Linked DNA regions of Mus musculus: regions 1, 3 and 4 are each linked to region 2. Evidence: chromatin contacts called from public Hi-C and HiChIP or PLAC-seq data. All regions are on one chromosome and are shown on one strand. Each heading gives the region's core, a stretch centred on a gene start, on an enhancer-like site or on the middle of the called end of the contact. The rest is flanking DNA. Distances are from core to core; before and after follow the strand shown.

What was found. Hi-C and Micro-C count contacts between places; a contact is called where the count stands out from the background. HiChIP or PLAC-seq counts read pairs in DNA pulled down with a chosen protein or histone mark.
Region 1: a Hi-C map of bone marrow-derived macrophages shows a contact between it and region 2, with 23 read pairs. The contact joins two enhancer-like sites. A contact is called at or near these places in 1 of 15 datasets of contacts at CTCF or cohesin (the NIH/3T3 cell line), 3 of 484 Hi-C or Micro-C datasets (bone marrow-derived macrophages, cortical neurons and embryonic stem cells) and 3 of 115 datasets of contacts at active chromatin or transcription factors (effector CD8 T cells, embryonic fibroblasts and pancreatic cancer cells).
Region 3: an H3K4me3 HiChIP or PLAC-seq map of bone marrow-derived macrophages shows a contact between it and region 2, with 5 times the contacts expected there. The contact joins the promoter of Dusp4 here to the enhancer-like site in region 2. A contact is called at or near these places in 5 of 39 promoter capture datasets (the C10 cell line, the HPC-7 cell line, cancer-associated fibroblasts and 2 more), 5 of 15 datasets of contacts at CTCF or cohesin (CD8 T cells, the NIH/3T3 cell line, large pre-B cells and 1 more), 19 of 484 Hi-C or Micro-C datasets (the Ba/F3 cell line, the C2C12 cell line, CD8 T cells and 13 more), 36 of 115 datasets of contacts at active chromatin or transcription factors (CD8 T cells, the NIH/3T3 cell line, SST interneurons and 28 more) and 3 of 9 other capture datasets (liver, macrophages and pancreatic islet).
Region 4: a Hi-C map of bone marrow-derived macrophages shows a contact between it and region 2, with 24 read pairs. The contact joins two enhancer-like sites. A contact is called at or near these places in 1 of 15 datasets of contacts at CTCF or cohesin (pro-B cells), 4 of 484 Hi-C or Micro-C datasets (the N1E-115 cell line, bone marrow-derived macrophages, cortical neurons and 1 more) and 8 of 115 datasets of contacts at active chromatin or transcription factors (CD8 T cells, effector CD8 T cells, embryonic fibroblasts and 5 more).

The regions. Positions count from the first base shown.
Region 1 is chr8:34,187,584-34,191,238 of GRCm38.p6, forward strand. No RefSeq gene overlaps it. Among named protein-coding and RNA genes, the nearest start is that of Gm33638, 16 kb to the left of the region's middle. Within about 2 kb of position 1,493, at least 38 of the 459 cell types and tissues checked have an H3K27ac peak or open chromatin away from gene starts, as enhancers often do. A contact at or near this core is called in bone marrow-derived macrophages and pancreatic cancer cells, where this site is marked.
Region 2 is chr8:34,528,402-34,531,585 of GRCm38.p6, forward strand. No RefSeq gene overlaps it. Among named protein-coding and RNA genes, the nearest start is that of Gm33968, 9.5 kb to the left of the region's middle. Within about 2 kb of position 1,885, at least 60 of the 459 cell types and tissues checked have an H3K27ac peak or open chromatin away from gene starts, as enhancers often do. A contact at or near this core is called in the Ba/F3 cell line, the C2C12 cell line, CD8 T cells and 9 more, where this site is marked.
Region 3 is chr8:34,806,328-34,809,627 of GRCm38.p6, forward strand. Dusp4 (dual specificity phosphatase 4) reads left to right here and starts at 1,283. Exons shown (of 4, transcript NM_176933.4): 1 at 1,283-1,846. The coding sequence starts at 1,402.
Region 4 is chr8:34,206,796-34,210,107 of GRCm38.p6, forward strand. No RefSeq gene overlaps it. Among named protein-coding and RNA genes, the nearest start is that of Gm29243, 8.4 kb to the right of the region's middle. Within about 2 kb of position 1,471, at least 70 of the 459 cell types and tissues checked have an H3K27ac peak or open chromatin away from gene starts, as enhancers often do. A contact at or near this core is called in CD8 T cells and bone marrow-derived macrophages, where this site is marked.

The DNA.
Region 1 (3,655 bases), core at 243-2,742, 340 kb before region 2:
CTGCTAACTCCTGTAGATCAGGTCTCACTCAGAAAAACTTCTTCCTGCAGATAGAAGCTAATACAGAGACCCACAGCTAGACAATGTGCAGAGAGTGAGAGATCTTGGCATATTCAGTCCTAAATAGGATGTCTTCATCAAACTCCTCCTCTTAGGGCTCAGCGAACTCTGCAGAAGAGGAGGTAAAAGCAGAATAAAAGGCAGACACTAAGGAAACAGTGCCTTCCAGATACAGTAGGACACACATATGAACTCACAAGAGACTGGGCCAGGCATGCGCAGAGCCTGCACAGATCAGACATCTGCCTAAGACAGATGGGGTCTTAGCACGGAGAGGGGAACTGGATAAGAGACTCCCATCCCTAACCCAGAAGCTATGTCCAATTGGCAACCTCTTGAGAAGAAGAACTAGTGTTTGCTGACGGCCTCTCACGGAGTGTAGAAACCACACTAAAGTGCTGGTCCCGTGCCCGGCTGTAGACGGCTAACACAGAACGAACTCAGTGGTCTCTCTGCAGATGTTTTGGAGAGATCACATAGTGCTTAGTTTGGACCTATGTTACCCTCCTGGTCTTGTGCTTATATATTATGGTTTCTGATTTTTGTGGTTTTATGAGTTTCATGTGTATAAGTTTGTGTAAGCTTCTCTGTGTGTACAGTGTATATGGTTTTTTGGGCTCTCTTTCTGTTTGTTTTCTTTTAGTCTGGATATATATATGTTTGTTTTCTAAAAAGAGAGAAAGAAGTCATGGAGTTGGATGGATGGGGAGGTGGGGTGGGAGGATCTGGGAGGAGATGAAGGGAAGGAAGCCATGAGAAAATACTGTATAAAAACCATACTTTCAATTAAATAAAAAAGAAGGGAAAAGTATATCACATATTTTGACCATATTCTCCTTCTCCAGCCTTCATCTTTCTCCTCCCTGACCCTCCCTTGTTCCCATTACTTTCCTTCTTTCCTCGAGGCTCCGGAAGGATGAAACTTTGTTAAAAGAAACTCAGTCTCTGGAGAAAGACAACTTCCAAGTGTTAAATCTGTGTTTTTTTTTTTTTTTTTTTTTAAAAGTCCACTAGCTAGGCATTTCCTCAGTGTGATACATGTTCAATTACTCGTTTTTTAGCATTGCCTAATTTAGATAAGGTTTTACCAGAAAGCCACGGAAAAGCTATGATTTCAGCATTTCAAATGGCCTGTGCCTCTGTAGCGGAAGTATCCCATTTCGCAAGTGATCATTAAGGACAGGAACAGGGTGAATTTGTTAGTCAGTCACCGAGCTCCTCATTAGTGAGCTAGCTAGTAAGGTGGCCTGCTGAGTGATTAGGAGGAAAGATGGAGAGAGGAATTGCATACTTCCAGATCCGATCTTGTTAATACTGGATAGCTGATTAATAACTGCGGAGAAAAGAAAGGTCCTTCTGGATGGCCCACAGGGAGCAATACCTAATTAGAGGAAGCTTCCCCTGCCAAACACAGCTGCTGCCTACGGGTTGATGCATAACCTTGTGACATCGCGCTTGGAACTGAGCCTAACTCTTGCCCCTTTCTCCCGGAGTGTGCCGGTATGATTCACCGATGGGAAGAGCGGTTCTCTGGAGGTGAGCCCTCCTACGCGTGAGCCTCAGATCCCGATGGACTCGTTTTGAATTCACCCTCCCTTGGAGATTGTCAATTAGGTAATCTCTCCTACTCAGGTTTATGATTAAGGTGAATTAGAAAATTAGTGGCACTTAAACTGGTTATGAGAGATGCCTGAGCTTGGGTGGGCCTGACAAGGCATAACTACGCTCTGCAGCACTTCATATGAGCCTTGAACCTTGTCTCCCCCAGCTTCTTGGCTGGGCAGAATTTCATTCCTGTTAATGCTGTCATTGATAGAGCAGCTAATTGTTAACTCAAAGGACAAGGAGGGGGAGAAGTCTCCAAACTTATCCGAACTTTGGGATGATAATCAGGCATGCCTTTCTTTCAAATTCTTTCTCAATAAGCACAACAAACACAAACAGAAACTTTGGAAATTTATAAGGGAAAGAGAATGGGGTGACCCGATCAACACACTCCCTTAGGGATAGCCACGTGACACTGGCATTCAGTAAGACCAATTGATAACCAGTCTAAGGACATAGCTACTGCTTCTTCTTCTTCTTCTTCTTCTTCTTCTTCTTCTTCTTCTTCTTCTTCTTCTTCTTCTTCTTCTTCTTCTTCATTTATTTATTTATTTATTTATTTTATGTATATGAGTACACTGTGAGCCTTCATGTGGTTGTTGGGAATTGAATTTTAGAATCTCTGCTTGCTCCGGTTGCCCCTGCTCGCTCCGCTCCAGTCAACCCTACTCTGGCCCAAAGATTTCTTTATTATTATAAATAAGTACACTGTGGCTGTTTTCAGAAACACCAGAAAAGGGCATCAGATCTCATTATGGGTGGTTGTGAACCACCATGTGGTTGCTGGGATTTGAACTCAGTGCCTTTGGAAGAGCAGTTAATGCTCTTACCCACTGAGCCATCTCACCAGCCCCCAGGAAGTAACTTCTGAACATTCAATTGTGTTTCACCGATCTGGGTCTAACTCCTTTGTGTGCGTGCTTTGCATGTGCATAGTAATATGTATGAGTAAGCACAGAAGCTAGAGGAAGGTTTTGAGTGGCTTCCTCTAACACAGTAGTTTTCAACCTGTGTGACTCATTGGGGTGGTGGTGTCAAAGGACCCTTTGACAGGGGTTGCATATCAGATATTTACATTATGATTCATAGAATTATGGTGTAACAACAAAAATAATTTTATGGTCAGGGGTTACCACAACATGAGGAACTGTATTAAAAGGGCCGCAGCATTTGTAAAGTTGAGACGACTGATGTAACACTTTATGCTTTATTTCTTTGAGGCTGGTTTTCTCTGAACCTTATGATTCTGATTTTTGGCTAGGCTGGCAGCCAGCAAGTCCTAGAGAGCCCCTATCTTTGTCACCACTCCTTTATGAGTGAGGCTATAGGCACAGTGAGCATATGCCTGTCTTGGTATGTGGGTGCTGGGATTTGAATTCAGGTCCTTGTGGATATGCAGCAAGCACTGTAACCACGGAACCATTTCTCCATTCTGCTAAGATCCATCTTTATGCAGTGGTATCCTGCATCGGTTACTGTTTTTTGATACTGTTGGAAAAAGGAATTGTTTTAATTTCCTTTCAGATTGTTCATTACTGGTTGTATAGAAATTCAACATATATATTGGTTTCTTACAGTGTAGTGCCTTAGACCCTGTTCTATCACTGTGAAGAGACACTATGACCATGGCAAACATATATATATATATGTATATATATATGTGTGTGTGTGTGTGTGTGTGTGTGTGTGTATGTGTATATGTGTGTGTGTGTGTGTGTGTGTATGTATATATAGTATTAGTTAGGGTTTTACTGCTGTGAACAGACACCATGACCAAGGCAAGTCTTATTAAAAAAAAAAAACAACAGCAATATTTAATTGGGGCTGGCTTACAGATTCAGAGGTTTAGTCCATTACCATTAAGGTGGGAGCATGGCAGGCATGGTGCAGGAGGAGCTGAGAGTTCTACATCTTCATCCAAAGGCTGCTAATAGAAGACTGACTTCTAGGCACCTAGGGTGAGAGTATTAAGCCCACACCCATAGTGACA
Region 2 (3,184 bases), core at 635-3,134:
CACCATCCACAGGCTCAGCCCATCAGACACCGATAGAGGAACACTCAGCTTCCTGTTTTAGTGTGAAAACACACCCAGACTTCAGGACCTTTCTGAGCCCAAACAGATCCATCTCTGCAGTGCTCAGTGCTAAATGTATCACTTCCAGTTTGCATGGTGAGAGAAATACCTGCTTTCTAGAGAAATACTATGAAGCCCAGATGACTTAATTCCTTCGAGAGAATATGGACGTACGTGAGAATCGGCAGGAGGGAGCTCTGAGTCCCACCTGTGGTCATCAAAGTTCATATTCCACTATGGGTTCAGTTATGACAACCCCCATACACACACACACATGTACAAACTCATACCTGCCCCCAAAAGCTAGCACCTGTGACTTGAAGTGTGACCTTATTTGGAAATAGGGTCTTTGTGGAGGTAATCCAGTTACAAGAGTAGATTAGGACAAATCCCAACCAATCCCAATGTGAGGGATATTCTTCAGAAACAGTGAAATTTGGATATAGTAAAATACATACTTAGAGGAGAGATGCCAGGAAATGACTCAGGGAGATAGCGACTTTCCATGAGACAAGGAACATCTGAGGCTATTACAATGGAGAAGTAAAAGATCTGGCCCACACACCTTTCCCCAGAACCTTCAGAAGGAGCATGGGTTTGCTAGCCCCTGGATTTCAGACTTCCACTGTGAGAGTGTAAATTCCATTGGTCAAGACACGTGCTTTGGATACTTTTTATGATGTCCCTAGTGATGTATTTTGTAAAACCCTTTATGATGTGGTGGGAGGGGATGCCTTAGCGGGCCCATTTGAGTGAGGTGTCAGCTATATGACAGTCTAGTATAAGATGAAGTTTATTTGGGTACATGAGAAAGAGGGAGTGGGGGTGAGAAGAGAGTAGAGGCAGAGAGAGGGGAAGAAGAAGAAGAAGAAGAAGAAGAAGAAGAAGAAGAAGAAGAAGAAGAAGAAGAAGAAGAAGAAGAAGAAGAAGAGGAAGAGGAAGAGGAAGAGGAAGAGGAAGAGGAAGAGGAAGAGGAAGAAGAAAGAGGAGGAGGAGGAGGAGGAGAGAGAGAAAGAGGAAGAGAGAGGGAGGGAGAGAAAGACAGAGACAGAGAAAGAGACAGAGGAGAAAGGGAGAGAGGAGAGAAGAGGCAGGCTGTCAATAAGTGGAAAGATGTGGGCAGGGATGCCAGAGAGAGGCAGGAGGGGGTGGTCAGAGAGAGAGGCCAAACAGTCCTTTTAAGGCAAGCCAGGCTGTTGCTAGGTAACTGCTGGGCAGAACCTAGAAGAAATGCTAACCTGTGAACACCTAGGAGATCTATAAATGTACAGCAGAGCATGTTCTCCCCAAAGAGACCAGGGTAGGTAAGATTCAATGCAACAAAGACACTCGGATGAAGAGGACAATCATGCTTGCTGGAAAGAGGTGGGACCAGGCTAGGTGTTGCTTGACTAAGGATGGCTGTGAGCATCTGGTTCTGCAGGAAGATCTCCCCCCCCCACCTCTCAACCTTCCTAGTGCTGCGACCCTTTAATGCAGTTCCTCATGCTGTTGTGGCCCCCATCATAACATTATTTTCATTGCTACTTCATGACTGTAATTTGCTACTGTTATGAATTGTAATGTAAATATTTTGGAAATAGAAATTTGCTAAAGGCATTTTGACCCACAGGCTGACAACCACTGTCTTAGAGCCTCTAGCCAGCCTACCCCCGAAGAGCTTAGATAAACTAAGGGAAGGGAGCATTCACAGTTTCCCTTCTACTTCTTCAGATCAAGCTTGGTCACAAATCAAACGGCCAAATCTTTACACATTTGAAAGCTGAACTTTGATGGCCTTGTTTTCCTTCCCCGTCTGACTCAGAATGAGTCACAAGGAACCGTCATTCATTTCTCTGGTACTCAGGGAAGCCGGGCTCAGGGAGCAGGTTTCCTTTCTTGGTGAGAGTTGGGCTGAGCTTGGGTTCACTGCCTTTGCAGGTCCCATGAAAGTACTGAGAGCTGCACCCAGGACCCCTGTCTCACTCTGGCTGAAATCACAGTGGAGGACCCAAAGGACTCATGAACCAATCTACCAATTTCTTTTTAGCACCTCTGTCTCCTAAGATACCTGAGAAAACAGAGCACTGAACAGTCTTTAGCTCAAGTACGCTCATGTGTCATGGACCAAAGGAATCAAGGGTCTTACCTGAGCCAAAGTCTAGAGCATTTCTGAGGTTGAGACTAGTTTGGTCTACAGAGTGAGTTCCAGGACAGCTAGGGCTACAAAGAGAAACTCTGCCTCATAAGGAGGAGGGGAAGGAGGAGGAGGAGGAGGAAGGAAGGAAGGAAGGAAGGAAGGAAGGAAGGAAGGAAGGAAGAAAGGAAGAAAGGAAGAAAGGAAGAAAGGAAGAAAGGAAGAAAGGAAGAAGAAAGGAAGACAGACAAGACAGGTGCCAATAACAACAATGGTAATCACAAATGAAATTCAGCCTTGTAGTTTTGTCTCCCCAGTCATAAAACCCTTCACCAGTCTTTGTCGACATTAAGGATCATTATTCCCATTTTGAACAGAGAGGAGTCCATGTGGATATTGATAATTTGCTGCAAATCACAGTGATCACGTCCAGCCTCATTCCTAAGGCTCCCACATGCCCATTCAGGAACCCCTTCTCCAGCTGGGCCTAAGCGATGTGTCGGTCAGGCATGGTACTGTAGCAGCATAGAGCAGCCCAACATGGTCTCTTGCTAGAGGAAACTGCCTCTTTAGCGTGTTCCCAGGACAGATGGCCATTTTCCAATTTACCAGTTTTATGTTCACAATTTACTTTTTTTATGAGCGCTTTACTCCGAAATGAGCAAGAATCGTGTGGTCACATTACTTTTATAGCCAAGAATATTGGAAGACTGCAACAAAACCTCCATGGCCTCTGCCCACCTCCTCCCTGCCGAGTTTTTGGCAGCATGCACAGAATGCTGCATGTCAGAATGGAGTGTGTCAGAGCTGGGTCCGGGCTGTCTGAGCACTTCCTGCCTTTGTTTTCAACAAGCCACTTAGGTATGGACTCTGTCCTCTGCATGTCTTTCTGAGGCTTAAGTTCACAGTGGCTACTACCAATGCTTCTGTGTTCATGGTCAGGCTTCTACAGAATAGAAAGAGTGCCAGTGTTGGCTCCACCCACTTCAGCTGACACTTCAGGAGTCA
Region 3 (3,300 bases), core at 33-2,532, 280 kb after region 2:
GCATCTTTTCCTTCGTACCAAATGTAGACCTTAACCGTCATTTCCTTAGAGGACGTTGCGTGTGAGGAGGGAAGCGAGGACTCCCACCAAAGAGGAAAACCTCCGGGTATTCCCCCCCCCCCCCCCCATGGTTAAAAAAGCAGGTTTTAGGAAGCTTGGGCCCGAGTGCCTCCCATTCTCTTGCACGGGCACAGCATTCGGCCAATTAACGCCCCCCTCTGGGTTGTAAAGTAACAAACCCCTCCACCTCTCTTTTGTTATTGGGCTTCGGCGCGAGGGCCTTCCCTTTCATCTTTCTAAATCTGCGTTGGCCCAGGTTCCGCGGGAAGCTATAAACCAGATGTAATAGCTCGGGATGGAAATCGATCACGCTAATGTATAAACTAAGTCCGGGGAATCGCATGGAAAAAAACAAAGACAAAACACAACCGGCCGGGCACGAAGAACGAGATTAAGTCCGGCGAGGAGAGGTCCCCAAGCCCTACGGGGTGGCAGCCGCACAGTGTCAGGTTTCTCGGAGCTGCAGGAGCGAGACCTCGAAGACTGGGGAGGCCGGGGGGGTGGGGGGGAGCGCAGGGGTGAAGACCTCCACACGGAGAGCCCAGGCCTCAGTAAGGCCCCGCGTCGCCACCCGCAACGATCTCTACCAGGATCGCCGCGCTCCGGGGCTGAGGAAGGACAGGGCACCGCGCCGCGGCTCCATTCACAAAGTCCCCGAGCCGCCGGCTCGCGGGCGGGTCGGAGGCTGCCTCCTTTTCTTCCTCTAGGTCTCCGTTTTATGAATGGGCCTGGCAGCCAGCACCGAGCGCCCTGTTTACTCCTCTCTTTGTGACGTCGAGTCCCCGTGACTGGGTGCGAGGGGGCCGGCGCTCCATTCACGAGCCGGGGTGGGGGCGGGGCGGGAAGCTTGCGTTGGGGGCGGGGCCTGGCGAGGTAGTAATGACTCTTCCCTCCCCCGGGAGAGCCGGCGAGCATTAATAAATCTCTAAGCCAGAGGAGGAAACTCTGGCTGGGGCAGTGCGTGCAGCTCCGGCGGTGCAGCGGTGGGGGAAACGGCGGAGCCCACGGCAGAAGCAGCCCTAGCTAGCAAAACACACCAGAGGCGACAAACCGAGAGGAGCCCTCTCTCGTAAACACACTCCCCTGCTCGATCGCTTGCCCCGGGTGCCGCGCGCCCGCCAGCTTTGGCGCCAGAGAAGGCTGGGACTGCTATGTAACGTTGAGGCTGCGGGAGGTGGAAGCAGGGGTGTTAGAGGGAGAAGAGCCTGGGGCCAAGTTTGCGGGTCACTTCTGCAGGCGCCCTCTTAGCCCTCGCCTGGTTCCTTCTTGTTAGCCTAGCTGGCTCCGGTGCCCTTGGCCTTCTCCAGCTAGCTCCCCAGCTTACTGCGTTTTGCCGGCGACATGGTGACGATGGAGGAACTGCGGGAGATGGACTGCAGCGTGCTCAAAAGGCTGATGAACCGGGATGAGAACGGCGGCGGCGGCAGCGCGGGCGGCAACGGCAGCGGCAGCCACGGCGCCTTGGGGCTGCTGAGCGGCGGCAAGTGCCTGCTGCTGGACTGCAGGCCGTTTCTGGCTCACAGCGCGGGCTACATCCGAGGCTCGGTGAACGTGCGCTGCAATACCATCGTGCGGCGGAGGGCCAAGGGCTCCGTGAGCCTGGAGCAGATCCTGCCCGCCGAGGAAGAGGTGCGTGCCCGCCTGCGCTCTGGCCTCTACTCGGCTGTCATCGTCTACGACGAGCGCAGCCCGCGCGCCGAGAGTCTCCGGGAGGACAGCACGGTGTCGCTGGTCGTGCAGGCGTTGCGCCGGAACGCGGAGCGCACGGACATCTGCCTGCTTAAAGGTAAACGTGGGTGCCCGGGAGAGCGAGGTGGGAGGGTAGGTAGTGTAAGGGACTTGGCGGCCTGAGCCCTGCTGGGCATTGGGAGGAAAGTACCCGAGTGACTACGGGGTGCTGGAGTCCCCTTCCTCGCGTGTCTTTGTGCGTGTCAGTGTGAACGGTTTTGCTGTGGTTTGGAGCCTGAGTCCCGGGGAGGCCGTGCTGGCGCGTTTCCCCAATCACCTGCAATCCGCACGCGTCTTGGAGTTTCCGTGTTTGTTTACGCGAACGGTTCTGGCCTGGATGCTGGCAGCGGTTCCTCTGCGCAGCCCAGCTTCAAGTACTGAGAACGCGCTCTTAGGTCCCACGGGGACGAGAGAGGCCTGGTTCGGTATAACCCCGGGAACCCTAGAGGGGGGTGAAGGAAGGTGAATGCTAGGGTAGGAGCTGTCTCAGGAGTTCATACACATCGGTCAATGAGGAAAGGAGAATTGGGGTGCAGACCTGGGGAGCTATCTCTTTTTTTCCCCGCTGCCTAAACTCAGAGCTTTCTTGGATGGCGGCCAACCCCCACTTGCCCCGGTCTAAGGGAGGCTGAAGTGCTGTATTTGGGGGGGTGGGGGGACACCAGGCACAACCGCGCCTGCTCCTGCTAATCCCGGGAGCAGAGAGTTACCACCTTTTGTTCACACATCATTCTCGACTCTGCCAGCGGCGCGTGCCTGGTTCGAGCGAACCCTGGCGTAGGAAATTAGGTGGCCGGAGAGAGGGTGGCTTGTCACATTGAGAAGTCAGACACCCCAAAAGGATCGCGCAGTATCTCAGACGTTGGCAAAGGGGAGGGACCGCTCGCCGCACCTGCCAGCTCGCTCGGTGTGCCGGCCACCGGTTGGGGAGCACTGTAGGGTGCGGGGTGTGTGTGTGTGTGGGGGGGTCGGGCGCCCCCTGCTGCGCTGCTCCCCTACCTCCGGCCACCGCATTCCGTGCATTCTTTCGCGCGGGTCTGGTCTTTGCTTCCAAAGCCTGGAGGTTTGTCCGACCTCCGCCTTCCAAGAGCCGCCCATTTCCCTGCCGAGGCTCTTCGCCCCGTCTTCCAGACTTTTCCTCTTAGTGTCTTGTCTTCCTTAAGGAAGGGAGGCCGGGAGCGAAACCCTTTCTCGCGTCCCCTCCGAACGGCACCCGGTGCGGGCGAGCCAGGCTGGCCGTGCGGAACAGCGGGGGGCTTTGTTCTCCGCAGTTGTTTCCTGACCATTTGACCCGTCAGCTGCTGGGGAAACGCTGCTGTTGATCTGAGGCTGAACTGCCAGGGCGATTTTTTTCTTTTCTTTTCTTTTTTTTTCTTCCTTTTCTTTCTTTTCTTTTCTTTTCTTTTTTTTTTTTTTTTGCAAGGACCGCCTGTGGCTCCTGCAGCCGAGCCCCAGTCTCTCAGCCGGCTCCCTAAAACGCTTTAGGAGCGACGGCCAGGAACACAGGTTCCG
Region 4 (3,312 bases), core at 221-2,720, 320 kb before region 2:
CATGGTTCTTATGAGCTTGGGAAAGAGAAAGACAGTCCCCACCCCTCCCCCAACCTTCTTTTCCCCAAGTGACTTTTTTTTTTTAAGACTTATTTATTTTATGTATACAAGTACACTGTAGCTGTCCTCAGACATGCCAGAAGAGGGCATCGGATCCCATTACAGATGGTTGTGAGCCACCATGTGGTTGCTGGGAATTGAACTCAGGACCTCTGGAAGAGCAGTCAGTGTTCTTAACCGCTGAGCCATCTCTCCAGCTCCCAAGTGAACTTTTAAATCACATTTGGATAGGAAGGTCTCACAGGATTTAATTTGACTAAAAAAATAAAGGATTAAAAAAATATCTCTTGTGTCACGGAGCTACGTAAAGCAATGTACATATATTACCTATAGTTGCCTGCTCTACTTAAAAAATTAAAATTGCACTCATTTATTAGTTACTTGCATACTGCATGCGGGTAAATGCCTGCCATGGGGAGTTAGTTTTCTCTTTCTACCGTGTGACCCCCCCCCCACCCCCCACCCCCGGGATGAAATCAGGTGGCCGGACTTGTCTCTCACGTTAGATTCTAGGTGGCTCCAGGTCCACCTCATGACTCTCTCCACACAGAAAGCTCCAGTGATTAAAGGTTGGTTATCCAGGGGCTGCATCATGGTTGAGCTGGTATCGGGGCAGGGCATGTGTATGGGTGGAACACAGTTGCTTGCCATTGAATAGTCCTTTCAGCACAAACACTCAAGCGAACCAAGCCAACAAATCCATACAACAAACATGCAGACTTGTGTGTGTGGAGAACTATGTGAAGAGATGCTACACTGGGACAAGCCACGGCTTGCGCCAGAGACTGGCTTCTCAGAGGAACCCACTGTCCAGCCAGGATGCCTTCCTTGGCAAGCTTTTCCTGCCTGGGCCTCTGTCTTCACTTTGTGGGCTTTGAGATCTTGCAGGGTATGGTGATTTGCATAAGAGTGGCCCCCACACACTATAGATTTGAATGCTTGGTCACCAGGGAGTAGCACTATTTGCAAGTATTGGGAGGTGTGGCCTTGTTGGAGGTGCCAAGAAACCTACAAGGAGAGCTTGTCTCCTCTGCTCTGAGTGTGGGGCACCTGCCACCTGTTTCCTGAGGGCTCTGTCACTGGGCTGGAGCTGGGGCTTGATGAAACCAGTGCAAACTCAGGCTTAGTAGGTGACGGTATTGCCAGAAGCCCGCTCGCGGCAGCGCCTCATTTCTGCTTTTGCAGACATCCTGGCTTCAGCAAAAGGCGGTGCAGAGAATGCTGCACGGATGTTGTCCTTTGGGTGCAGGTTTGCTGAGTGGGCAGGTGGTGCTAGTATCTACTGGAGCAAGTTGCTAAGGTTGGAACCCAAACCAGAAAAATGGTAGGTGTGCCGTGGGGTAGAGACAAGAACAGCTGCAGTATTCAGGGGAGTGAGTCAGCGGAAAGAGCCTCCTTCCTCCTCTGGCACTGAGCTCGTGAGGCCAGCCCACCTTCCTGACTGCCCAGATCCATCTAAGCATCACCGGGGCTGCTGTTTCTGTATGTCAGGGCAAATTCTGCCTTGCTCGCACTTTAGCCGCGTCGGTAGTTTTGTCTTGGGTGGTGTGGTGGTATGTGGGGGCTCCTCAGTGCCTGTGGTTTTGAGTCTCTCCCTCTCTCCTTGTAAAATGAAGAAGTTGGTAAAATGTCTGACCCTGCTCTTTCCTACCAAGAAGGACTGGCAAGAGGGTGTAGGTTGGTGTCTGTGGTCGAAGAGTAATCACTGAGTTTCACTGGTGGTTCTTCCAAAGCCAGGGCTGTAGGTTGGACTTGGGAATTCCGTTTCTGGAACAAGCCCTGGAGGCTAATGAAGGGGGTGGTGCTTATGCTAAAGTTCTGTTCTCCAATTGGTTCTTGATTTGTCAATAAAGGAGGCCAGGACCAATTGCTGGGTAGAAGGTACAGGCAGAACTTCTGGGTTCCAGGAGGAAAAGGCAGGGACACAGAGAGGGGCTTTTCTACCATGCTTTGGAGGACGAAGAACACAAGAACCATGTAAGGTCTCAGGGAGGGGGCAGCTAGGGCCTGCAGCCTCTGCTATAAGCGGGTGGACAAGGATGTTTGGCAGGGGCTAGATGGGACTAGCCACTAAGTTTAGGGCAGGTGGAAAGATGGAGATAATAAATTGCTAAGGGCATGCTTTTCTAGGTGAGAGATATCTGAGCCCAGCAATTGTGTCAAGAAGACAAACTGTGGAGGAATAAACTGTGTGTGTCTTTTATCCACAGATTGAAGGGTCTTGGGTGGGAGCTGGTAGTGTGGTCACCTCCCTGAGCAAAGGCCAGTAAACAAAAGGGAAACAGGGAGGGGCTTTGCTGACCCTGGCAAAGGTGGTAAACAGGCTAACCCAGACTTATAAAGAGGACAAGAAATTAGATGCCTTCCGGTGATCTCTTGTGTCAATCAAAACCTTCCCTGTGTGCCCCTGAAACTGCTTGTTGTTCTTCCAAGTTTAGTTGCTTTTCAGTCATGGACAAATCAACGTGGGGGTATTTAGGTCTTGTGCACGCAGGACTTGACCAGCAAGAAGACGCTGCAACAGGATCCTTCTGCACACGTTTATTGGGAGAGCTTGATTGCAGAGGCGAAGAAACCCTGAGCCCAGAACTGGTGCTGCTTTTATAGGCCTAGGAGAGGCGTGTCTCACACCTGGATTGGTTATGCACTACGCCTCATTTGCATGTTCCTCATCTGATTGGCTACTCTCTCTCAGTACCTCACAGAGCCTCATTATCATACCTCATTTGCATGTCTCACATCTGATTGGTTACTCTCTCTCAGTACCTTACAGAACCTCATTATCATACCTCATTTGCATGTCTCACATCTGATTGGTTATACTCTCAGTACCTTACAGAACCTCATTATCATACCTCATTTGCATGTCTCACATCTGATTGGTTATACTCTCAGTACCTTACAGAACCTCATTATCATGTCCGGGCCAGGCAGTGTCTTTGCAAAAAACTTTACTGCATATGTACACATTGGTTGTTTGTCCAAACTTATGTGTGGTGGCCAGCAGTAGTCAGTGCCACTCAGCAACGGCACATGTGGCTTCCCACATTTAGGGTACTGGCTCGCACTGTTCCAATAGCCTCTGTTTTAGTGATGGAGTCTGTTGGTGTGAAGAACAGTCTCCTATACTTTCGGTTGTAGTTTGTTGCAATGAAATCTTTAAACAACCCAAAAAAACCTGTCGTGCTGTTTTGTTGCACCGCTTGGCCTCTGTGGTGGTTCTGAAGTGCACAGGCAGCTTCCTTCTGCACT